Regions from separate parts of the Anas platyrhynchos genome. Here region 1 is linked to region 2. The links are chromatin contacts, called in public Hi-C maps. All regions are on one chromosome and are shown on one strand. The core of a region is the stretch at or near the end of the contact, and the rest is flanking DNA. Distances in the headings are between cores, read along the strand shown. Region 1 overlaps CEP55 (centrosomal protein 55). Region 2 holds the start of LGI1 (leucine rich glioma inactivated 1).

Evidence for each region. A called contact is a pair of places that touch in the nucleus more often than the background predicts.
Region 1: a contact with region 2 is called in a Hi-C map of F5 follicle, with 2.5 times the contacts expected there. The contact joins the enhancer-like site here to the promoter of LGI1 in region 2. A contact is called at or near these places in 6 of 8 Hi-C or Micro-C datasets (F1 follicle, F5 follicle, liver and 3 more).

What each region holds. Positions count from the first base shown.
Region 1 is chr6:24,766,390-24,771,501 of IASCAAS_PekinDuck_T2T, reverse strand. CEP55 (centrosomal protein 55) reads left to right here. Exons shown (of 7, transcript XM_038181572.2): 6 at 409-480; 7 at 4,129-4,640. The coding sequence ends at 4,335. Among named protein-coding and RNA genes, the nearest start is that of CEP55, 11 kb to the left of the region's middle. Within about 2 kb of position 2,346, at least 5 of the 8 cell types and tissues checked have an H3K27ac peak or open chromatin away from gene starts, as enhancers often do. A contact at or near this core is called in F1 follicle, F5 follicle, small yellow follicle and 1 more, where this site is marked.
Region 2 is chr6:24,674,957-24,680,792 of IASCAAS_PekinDuck_T2T, reverse strand. It overlaps LGI1 (leucine rich glioma inactivated 1), which reads left to right and starts at 1,908. Exons shown (of 8, transcript XM_038181569.2): 1 at 1,908-2,110. The coding sequence starts at 2,031. It overlaps LOC101800677 (protein FRA10AC1), which reads right to left and starts at 1,931. Exons shown (of 15, transcript XM_027460404.3): 1 at 1,753-1,931. The coding sequence starts at 1,785.

The sequences.
Region 1 (5,112 bases), core at 1,097-3,596, 90 kb before region 2:
AAGAGGCTTTTGCAGTTACTTAATCCATTATTGTTGAGTATTTTCTAACTTTCTCACTTATATTTAAATATACATTGCTTAACTTAAAAAAAAAAAAAAACAAAAAACAAAAAACACGGTATGTTAGTCGAAACATGTATTTTGTGTATTTTCTGTTCTGTCAATCACTAGGAATTTTTTTGTTTAACTATAATATTAAACTACGTTCTTCCCCCTCGGTGCAGTGATAAATACTTCCTTGGGGAAAACCCGGGGAAGTGTTAAATTGGGCTTGGCTGTTGCGTAACAGGCATGTTTTCTGCTCGTACTGGCATACAAAAACTTAGCTCTATTCCTCTCTAGGCTAATTGTTTCAAGTTTATTATCTATTGTATGTAGAAATTGCTTACATGTTCTTCTGCCTTGTAGGTACAACTTCTTCGTAAATCATTGCTCAAACAGCAGGAGGAACACACTAGGATAGCTTTGTTGGAACAACAGGTACCCAATTACATGTTCAGATACTGGGTTGATTATTTAAGAACCTGATACTTAAATTGTGATATGCAGGAAGGCTTTCTAGACTAACTTCTCAAGTTTAAGAATAAGTGCTATATTGAAGTAATATTAGACCTACATATGCAATTAGGGGTGATCCCTTAGTGCTTCTAAAAATTCTGACCCTTGTTGAAGGAAATCCCTAACCTTTTATAGGGGAGAGGCTGCAACTAAACCTGATGCTACTTCCGTGCAATTGCTTGTTCAAATAAATAGAAACTGTACAGCCTTAAATTAGGTATGGGAAACATCCTAAAACATTCAGCTCACTGAAATCTGTAACATACTCTTGATAGTCATTGACATCTTTCGTGTTACTGCTTCTTTTCCCAACTACGTTCTTGCAGATCTAACTGATGTCCTTGGAGAAAGTTATATCATACTTACTTGCCAAGCATGGGTGTAGTGTTATTCATGTACTCTTTTCAAACTGCTACAAGTAAGATCACTGGGTAGGAACTGGCATTTTTATTGAACATGTCCTACATGCTCCTCCATGTAAAATCTTCAGTTTAAGACTGAGATAGCTCAAATGTGCTCTAACCACAGTTACCTTTGACTCCACCTCTATGGACCTTCCTAATTGGGCATGTATGAACTTTACTGAAATGAAAAGAACAAGTAATTTTATCCCACTTTAGGATATGATTGCTGAGTAAAACTTCAAATGGATAAAGGGGCCCTCACACATGCTTAATTCTGCCTTTAATTCTTTAATTTTTTGGGGGGATTGCCAGATCCAGATATGTACTACAGACTTTGAGAATGAAAAGCTAGACCGCCAGAACTTGCAGCATCAGTTAAACCAAGTCCTCAAAGAACTGCGCAAGGCCAGGGAGCAAATAACCCGGCTGGAACCTTTGGTATGTACTGGGTAACTTGCAGGAAAACTCAGATATGTTGCATAAATGAACACTTCTTCACTTCAGAGTGCAGTTAATGTCAACAGATTTTGACTGCAGGTGTTTACATCTTTTAAATACATAGTCCTAAGGTGCAGAACCTTATGGTAGCTAGCAAGCTATTGCTGTATTTTCTAAAGCGCCACAGACAGCTTGTACTGTAGAAGGAGATATAGAAAGGAAGAGAGATAGAATAGTCAAGAGTCCTCAGTAGCAATTTGTATCGCCATATGCAACAGACAAAACTACATACACAATAACAAAGCTGTAGCATGCTTCTACTGGAATTTGCTGCTAGTGGACAAGGCACTACCCTTAAATGTAGTTGAGTTCCTGCCCAACCCCATTCAATACACCCACAATATTGAATGGGTGTGCCACAACAAGTGGATCTGCCTACTTCCCAAAATGAAAAAGAACACTTGTACTGAGGGCAGTGGTTTGTTTGCTACTTATATAAGCCCAAAGAAAGCCACCTAGATTTGACTATCTGATTCAACAAATTTATAAGGAAGGATTATATATCAAGCAAGTCACTGTGTAACTCTGACACAGGGTCTTGTAAGATTAGTCGAGACAGTTCTATTTAGCTATTACCTACAGTTCTGGATTTATTTAAATGAGATTCAAAACAGAAATCCAATGCCTCTGTCCTTCATTAGATCAGGTCTGAGGCTGCTGTGCTTCTTACAGAGAATATAAATGCAAAAGCTCCTAACCAGTTGCAGAGCAGAAGAATTCTTTCAACTCTGACAAACTGTTCTTCCTCTTAGTTGCATGCAACTTAGGATTCATTTGAGAAAGTACTTCTGAGATATTGTTGATCTTGATGTGTTCTTGTCCCTGTGAGAACCTCGCTAGCTAGGATTGTAGTTGCTGCTGCTGCCAGCAGAGGCCACTAGAAAACCTTTTGGCTGCCAGGAGCAGCAGCTGTTCAGCTGAAGTTCGTGCACAGCAAGAGGAAGCTGTAATACTCTTTCCCTGTGCTAAGTTGGCTGGCTAACTGCCAAATGGAGAACCAGGTGACTGTCTCTTCCTGCTTGGAAACTGTCCATGGTGTCAAGGAAAACATGGAAGAGTTTGGGAAGGTAGCTAGGCAGAGGCAGTCAGCATTCCCTATAGAGGGGGTTGAGGCATTTCATTAAGGAGGCATAGTATGTATGAGTGCCTAGGAAGACTGTTGGGGAAGGGTTTGTTACAAAGGTGAAACAAATTTCCTTTATATAGGTACACCTATACATCACGTTGAATTCCCTGGTATGTGTATGGGCATATTTTTAGGAATTTCAAATGTAATCTAAAACAACTTCCAAAATAAATGCAGCTTAATTTTTGATCACTGCACTTTTCATTATTTTAATGTTGATATTAAGCCTGGGGTCCTGTTGTAACAAGGTTTCAGTCCTTGTTCTTTATTTCCTTCACTCTTCCTTCCCCCCTCCCCCCTCCCCCCCCCCCCAAAAAAAAAAATCCACAGCAATATGTAAACAAATGTATTATAAAATGGTTAAAATACCTGTATGCAGTACCAACATTTCTAAGAGTCATGCTCAACTATTTCATATTTAGTGTACAGCAACTTTGCTTTTTTTATTAGGATGCATATGAAAGCTCTAAGAAGCCTAAAATGCTGTGTATTAGCAGTGATAATATGGGAGTCTGAGGCTTTGCTGTCTCAGCTTTCACCATAGCTTCTTTCATTATACCTTATGAACCAGTGGCAGGAATCGCATTTTATTCAGTGGTCCATGAAGAGAAAACTACTTCAAAATATGAATGTTGTGTTGGGTCTGTCTGAGCTGGAGTCACCTTTTCCCTGCAGCAGCCCACACAGTGCTGTGCTCTGCACTTGTAGCTGGAACAGCACTGATAACACTCCAGTGTTGTGTCTATTGCTGCGTAGTGCTGGCACAGCATCAGGACTCCTTCCAAGCCCCCAAGAGCCAGCAGGCTGGGGGTGGGCAAGTGATGGAGAGGGGACACTGTCAGGGCAGCTGACCTAAACCAACCAAAGGGATATTGCCTGATATCACACTCAACAATGAAAAGGGGGGCTCTTGTGGGGAAGGAGGCTGTTCCTCCTGAATAACCACTATATGTTTTGAGGCCCTGCTTCTCAGGACATGGCTGAACATCGCTTGTTGATGGGAAATAAAGAATTTTTTTTCCCCTCTCTCTGTGCTTCCACATGGACTTACTGTTTCTTTTGTTTCTCTTTCTCACTATTCCCTTTCCCTTTAATTAAACCTTTCTCATCTCAGACCTCGAGTTCTGTGTTGTATTTTCTCCCCCTTCCTCTGAGGAGGAGTGAGAGAGCGGTTGTGGTGGAGCTCAGCTGCCCACCTGAGTAAAACCACTGCAAATGTGCACTAAATAGTGACATAATGTAAGTGATGTACTCTTATTTGTTTACTTAATCAGACATCGTGGAAAGCTTGCTTTAAATAGATTGCAGGTAGCTTTTCTGCAGGCTAATTAAAATGCAGTGTTAAAATTATACAACAGGCCCATATTGCTCTGTGTTTTTAATGCAAGTAGCATAATTGCCTTTAGCCATCTTTAAAATTCAGTCCTTAGTGCTGTAACGTGCATGATTTGCGTGCCATTAAACATCTTTTTCCCTACATCTATTTGACTGGGACCCTTTGATGCATCTTCCAGTCCCTCACTAAAGATTCTCCTTTTCCAGAAACTCCAAGAATCTGGATGTGTGGAACCACAAGCAGACTTGCAAGCTGCTTTTGAAGATAAGATGACAGTGTATGACAGAAGTCCTCCTCAGAAACATTCAAGTCTACTTGATGAAAGTTTTCTCGAGTGTCCCAGATGTAAAGTGCAATATCCAACAAGCCAGCATAGAGAATTACTAGTGCATATTGACTTTTGTACAGCTTAAGATCCAAATGAACTTCCTGTATTTGCTCTTTACATGCCACCGGTATACTATCCTGCAAAGGCAAAAGATTTTTGTAAAGCTCTTCTTTCAAGGTTGTATAAAGGACTACTAGCATTTCAATTCAAAAAAATCAGTAATTTATTTGGCCTCATATTTTACCTGACATTTGTGGAAACAGCTACAGCTTTCCTTGTTTCAGGTGGACATATTCATAGAATTAGGAATATTTTCAAATAATAAACTACTGACATATTTTATTGCACTTTTAAAAATAAGTAAAATACAGCTATTGTGTCAGACATTAATACTTGGCGTATCCAGTTCTTGGCTGATGGATCCTGACTGCTTGTAGCAAAAAAGACTTGGCTATAGTATGTGCACTACACACACATATGTAATGTGTCACATCTACATATACAAACTCAGGAAAGTCTGTTAACATGTCTTTGCTACTTTAGATTTATTTTGAAAGCATTCTAAGTAGCATTTTTCTGAACCGCAGTTGGGGTGACCTGGAGCTCATACAAAACTGTTGACCATGTGCAAGGTCTTCTTATCATTCATCCTTGGGTAAGCAACTTCTTAGCAACTGTGAATGTGATTGGTACTGGAAAAACCTTCCATTTCAGATGCTGTCAGAAACCAGTTTGGAAATTTTAGTATCCAATTAAGCTGAAGTGAACTTCAGTTTGCACTTCCGTATTTTACTGGTTCAAGTAGGAAAATGTCAGTTACTAAATTTGTTTTAGGTCTTCCATTTTAAAAATGCAGGTTTGA
Region 2 (5,836 bases), core at 659-3,158:
GCACTTGTGGAGACCCAGACCGAACAATTACTGACTGCCTCAGGATGGTACCAAGATGACCTGACTTTTAGTTAAAACTTAAAAATGGACTACAACAAAGAATCTCATGAATATTTCTACTTTGGAAGGAGAGTGCAAACAGACATCTGCTTAACATGAAATTTCAAGACTGGCTTCTCCCCTATCCCACAAACAAAAAACCCAATCCAAAATACGTAAAATTTATTCCATATTTAACTGTAGTAAAAGACAGGCAGATAACAAAGCTTTGTGTCCAAACTAAGAGATTTTAAAAGATGCATATGTAAGTATGGTCATGCAAAACTGTCAAGAAAATTTAAAGTAACTACTTTCACTATTTGATAAACCCTCTCATACCACAGTTGTTTTCATATTTTTTTTCTAAACTAATAAGTAACTACCAAACATTTTATCAAAGTATGAACCTGAGTATTACATAACTTATTTGAGTATTTTATCTTCTGCACCGATGTTGGACTTTTTTTTTTTTCCAAACACCACCACAAACTGAAACCACAAAACTAAAACAAGTACTAAAACAAGTGTACTTTGGGATACACTTAAATCACTGACAGTTAAGCAATCCCAACATCTTGGATTCACTTTTGGAAAGCACTAACTAAATTAGAGCTCCTGTAAACTAGCAGTTTACACGCGGTAAATGCAGTAACGTTGCGTATGACTGACAGCAGACAGGAAATGTCAACTGTTGATGCCAACTCCCCAGCACCACACTTGCAGGAGGCATTGGCATCCAGAAAAGGGTGCAAAACCTTCAACCCTGTTTTAACCCTTTTCATTGAGGTAAAGGCACACTAGTGAAATGTGCACATCAGAGAACTGTTCATGTTGACTCCTACGGTTGAACTGTAAACGAAAAAAAAAAAAAAAAAAAAAAGGCAACACAGTCCTAGACACAAAATCCCATCTCGTGGCCCCTCGTCACGCAGCTCCTTTAACAGGCACCACTCAGCCTTCCCTGTACCTGCCCAGCTCACAGGGCTGTGCTCCTGTCTGCGCCCAGCCCCAGGCAGGCCCCTGTGCTCGTTTTGGCACACACTGCCCTGGGAATGCCTCAACTGAGCCCGGGATCCAGACCAGAGCTGCAAGGAGCTGAAGGCTGGAAACTGACAGGAAACTGAGCGCAACAGACAGGGATCCGCATGCGGCAGTGCTCAGTGCTCCTGCACCTTCCTGTCAGCTTCCGGGCTTCGCTGGGACTCTGCAGCCGCCACTTGGGTGGAAAACAATTGACAGGCCGTTCAGTGAATTTCACAAAAACACGATTACGAAATGTGTTTGTACATACTGCATGGTGAACGCTCCTAACAAAGAGAAAAGCCACAAAGTACAGCCTCTTTGCAAAGGTTTTTTATTAAAACTGTCTCTCAAAAAAAAAAAAAAAAAAAAAGTAAAAGGTAAGACAGCAAGCAGGCTACGGCAGTGGAGTTCAAAGGTTTGTGGGGCTCCACAGTGAAAAATGACGCTGAGGAAAGGCCTGGGTTGGTCTTAGGCAACTTCCAAAGCCACCCCTCACGCCCTGAAAGCTTCCCGTCTCTTCCCGTCCCTTCCCTTCCGATCCCTGCCCTTCCCCGGCCCGGCAGGCCGCGGGCCGCACGGCGGCGGGGGCTGTGCCCGTGCGGGGCCCGCGGCCTGCCCCTACCCCGGGCCTTCCCCGCGGCGCCGCCGCCTGCCCCCTCCCCGCGTCCCTCCCTCCGCGGCCCCACTCACGGCGGCGCCGAGGCGCAGCTGCTGGGGCACCATGGCGGCGGCGGCGGCCGGGGCCGGGGCCGGGACCGGGGCTTGGACCGCGCGCGAGGGCCGGGCCGCGGGCCCCTCCCGGAAACCGGGGCCAGAGGCGGAGCGGGGCCGCGCCGGGAGCTGCCTGCGCTCGGCGGAGGGGCGCCGAGGGGCTCGGGGGGCCGGCGGAGCGCGGCGGGGAGCCGGCGGCCGGGGGAGGGCGAGGGCGAGGCGCGCCGGCAGGGGAGGGGAGGGGAGAGGCGCTCATCATGCTGAGGGGCGAGGGGAGCCTCCCCGTCCGGGATCCCGGTGCACGGCCCCGGCTGCGCCCGCCGCCGCCTCGGGGAAGGTAGGAGCAGCCCCGGCGGGTGCCGCCCGGCTGGAGGGGCTGGGGGGGGGCTCGGGGCGCAGCGGGGCCGGGAGCGGGCTCGGGGGCGCCGGGTCCCCCCGCTGCCCTTCCCCGGGGGAAAGAGGCCCCGGGGCTGGGGTGGCAGCGGCGGCGAGGGCCCTGTGGGAGGAATGCCCGGCTGGCCCCGGCCCCAGCCCATCTATCGCCCGGCAGCGCTGCTCCTGCCTGTGCTCCCCTGGCTTCTCCTGCTGCGCTGCGGTGCGGCTGGCACCGCCGCTGCTCGCCCGGGGGTGGTGGAGTTTGGCCTGAGGGAAAGGAGCTTTGCACCCCCGAAGTGTTCTCGTGAGCTGGCTGGGAAATGCCGGTGTCCACCATTAAACGGTCAGTGCCAGCAAGTAGCTGTCAGGCAGCTGATACTGTTTCCCATCAAACATTAGGACGCACCATACTTGAACCGGTGCGTTGGCTGCTGAGGTCAGAGATGCTGCAATCCATCACAGATACTTTATTCTGGAATATATCAGAGTTCCCAGCCATGCTATTGATTCCTGGAGTCTTAAATCACAGATCTACTTCACAATGGAAAATTTTTGAAATTGAAATACTACTTTCATTGTTACTAACGAAAAACATTATAGGGAGTTGCTATTATATAGCGAGGCTGTTGCACACCGCAGCTTTCAATGTACCTCCTTACCTTGGCTACTGAATTTCGGTTTCAAAAGAGAAGTGTTTTTTCTCTTGCTCAGGTATTTTTGTCACTAATTATGTTGTTACAGCTCTGGAAGGGATTTAAAGGTGGTGTTCCATGGAAAGGATCTGAGAGCCAAGTGTATGTGGCACTCACTGAATGTATATGGCATGCTGCTGAAGCCCCACTGAAAGTGTCCCATTTCCTCTAAAGGGCAGAGACTGTTGCAAAAATGGAATTATCCTAGTTAATAATTTAAATATCACAAAATAAATAATGTATACACACGAAGCTGTAATAGCAGGCGTATTCTTTTTGTTTTTCCTCTCCTACGGAAATGGCAGACTGCTTTAGTATGAATGAATCTTGACATGATTCTAGAAACTGGGCCAACATATCATTGATTATGCACTTTGAAGAACAGTGGGAAAGGTAGAGAGAAGATCTACAATTCTTGAATCTCTCATCATTGTACTGTGGCCACAAAGGCCTGCATATAGAAAATATAAACTTTCTGGAACAGGAAGATTCTGCAGAGAGTCCAACTATAGCAACTGTTGTGGATGCTGAAGTTATTGTATATGCAGTTTTGCTGAGAATAGCTGCTAGATAATTTCATTTTACTGCACTATACTATTCTGATGTCTGGCTTTAAAACATCCCAACGCTGACTGCTTTTTATATGCAGGCTACAGTAAGCTACTTTACAACCTACAGCTGGGTAAGTGGATCAGAAACAGCCTGCTAAATAGATGGGAAGTTGAAATTAGGCCTGTCCATAGCTTGTTGTAGATAGATTATAGCTCGATCTTCTGGGAGTATTTTCATTGCTTTAACCTTGCATCAATATGCTTTGACACTAAGAAGGACAATTCTCTCGTCAGATTCCCAGAGGACTGAAAGATACAGGGGAAAAGGGCAAAAAGATGGGCATCATTTCTTGGGGGGTGGGAGGCGTTACAGCTTTAAAGTGGATTTCAATAATTCTATAACCAGCTCTTTGCAGCACAGTTTGCAATTACAGGTAAATCAATCTGTGAGTTAGCTGCTGCTGAAAAGGGCATTCCTTTTCTCAAATTGGCAGTAGTGCTTGTCTGACCGCTTCTGCTGAACTGCAGTATTTAATTTGCTGCCAGTCTAGCTCCTTTGACACTCCTGCTGCGGCATCTGTTGAGTATCAGTGCTGGTGCAAAAACAGGTTAGGAATGGAGGGATGGGACAGGAGTGAAGGGGGAGGTGAGCTATAAGGACAGCCCTTTCAGCAGCAGATCTCCATTAAATCAGCAGTAATGTGAAACTGTTCTCTTAAATTACAGTAGCCCTGAACTTCGTGACCCACGAGGAATACAATATCACTGTAGTTGTCCTTTTACTCCTGACCTAAATCCAGAATTGGGTTAAGATCAGACCCACTGTATCCAGAAAGCCTAAGTCAGACATGGTTGTAAAACCTCCAGGAAGTAAATGTTTTCTCTCCAAGTTTTCAAATTATTGACATTTATCACTCAGTTTTCTGACAAGTCAGTGTAACAATTCTGTAGAAAGTTCTGGGAAGAAGAAACGGAAATTACTGTGAAGCTGGGATATTCTTAATAACAGAAGGTAATGTCCATGATTCTGAAATACTTCCAAGAGTTTAGCTTTAGCTTCTCTACTTTCACTCCTTCTTCCAGTTGTCTATGTAATCACATCATATTATGTGGACCACAGAGATAGACTCAGTATGGAGAAAAAAAAAAAGAGGCCAGTTTCATTTAATTGAATTTGCCACTTCTCGGTCATTCAAATTCATTAAATTGGTGGTAAAGCTGTTGCAAACACAACATGATTTATGAATAGGTATCAACTCATATAATTTGTGCTGAAGAGTGAAAGGTAAATTTTAACATCTGGCATGTGCCTTTCTGTGTCAGGGCAGACCTCTGAACTTGCTGTGGAGGTAGCATTATGTTAACTTAAGCAACCTGTTCACTTATTTATTGAATTCTGCCATATTTCTGGGGGGAATACTCTTATCAACATGTATGTACTAAAAGAAGTTACTAAATCATGGAGATGCAGAATTCACAAGACTATACCTGATGTATTTGTTGGGCTGTTCCTAAAAGTTTTTTTGGTATAGGAGTTTCCACAGTGTAAATAGCTATTAACCTTTAAGGTATATAGTGTTTGTTTGTTTGTTTTTTTCCTAATATATAAGACAAATCTCCCTAGTTGCTACGTGAGATAATTTTAATGCCCTAAACCAGTTGATACAGAAGGCAAGAATTGATCTATGTTTTTCTCATACATCTTTATATACTGGAAGACATATGCCCACAGTCTTCTCTTTTTGAAGCTAAAGAAATTAAAGTACCTTTCCATATAGGTTAAATTTTTGAGAACTCTTATATACTTTATTGCTATTCTTCAGACTCAGATTCCTCTTTCTGTTTTTAAGGAACACTAAGGCAGCTTTGCCAGTATGCCACAAGGGACAGCTACCACAGGTACAGAGAGTGAGGGCAAGGCAGTCACTGCCATTATAAGACCTGTTTGCAGAGTACATACATTTGAGTTTCACATGAGAAATGAATTCAGAGATATCAGAAGTATTAGTAATGTTCAGATTTATTATGTCTAATCTCTCCTCTTTCTCCATTATACCACTTATTTTGTTGAAAAATGAGGAAACGAGATTTTCTAACATTAGTTGGTATCAGCACCTTCCTCCATTCTACATCTGTGAAGTCGCCAAATCTTTTATTTTCATATCTTCGTAGTACGAACAGTCTCATGGCATCTGTCATGTTCCTGATTTTCATCTCTTTCTATTTGAAGTCCCCTAGTAATTTGTAGAAAAGCAAGCAGAGCTAAAAATACAAGTTCATGTGTGCGAGTAAAATTACATTCAGTAAGTGCAGTCTGCTTTCTTTAACGTGTACCTCTGTACAAATTTCGGGATGCACTGTGCCTTCCAACAAGCCCCAGCAAAGTGTAGTTAAGTCACAGCTGACTCACAAGCCCAAGACTTCCTAAGGAACAGGGAAAATCAC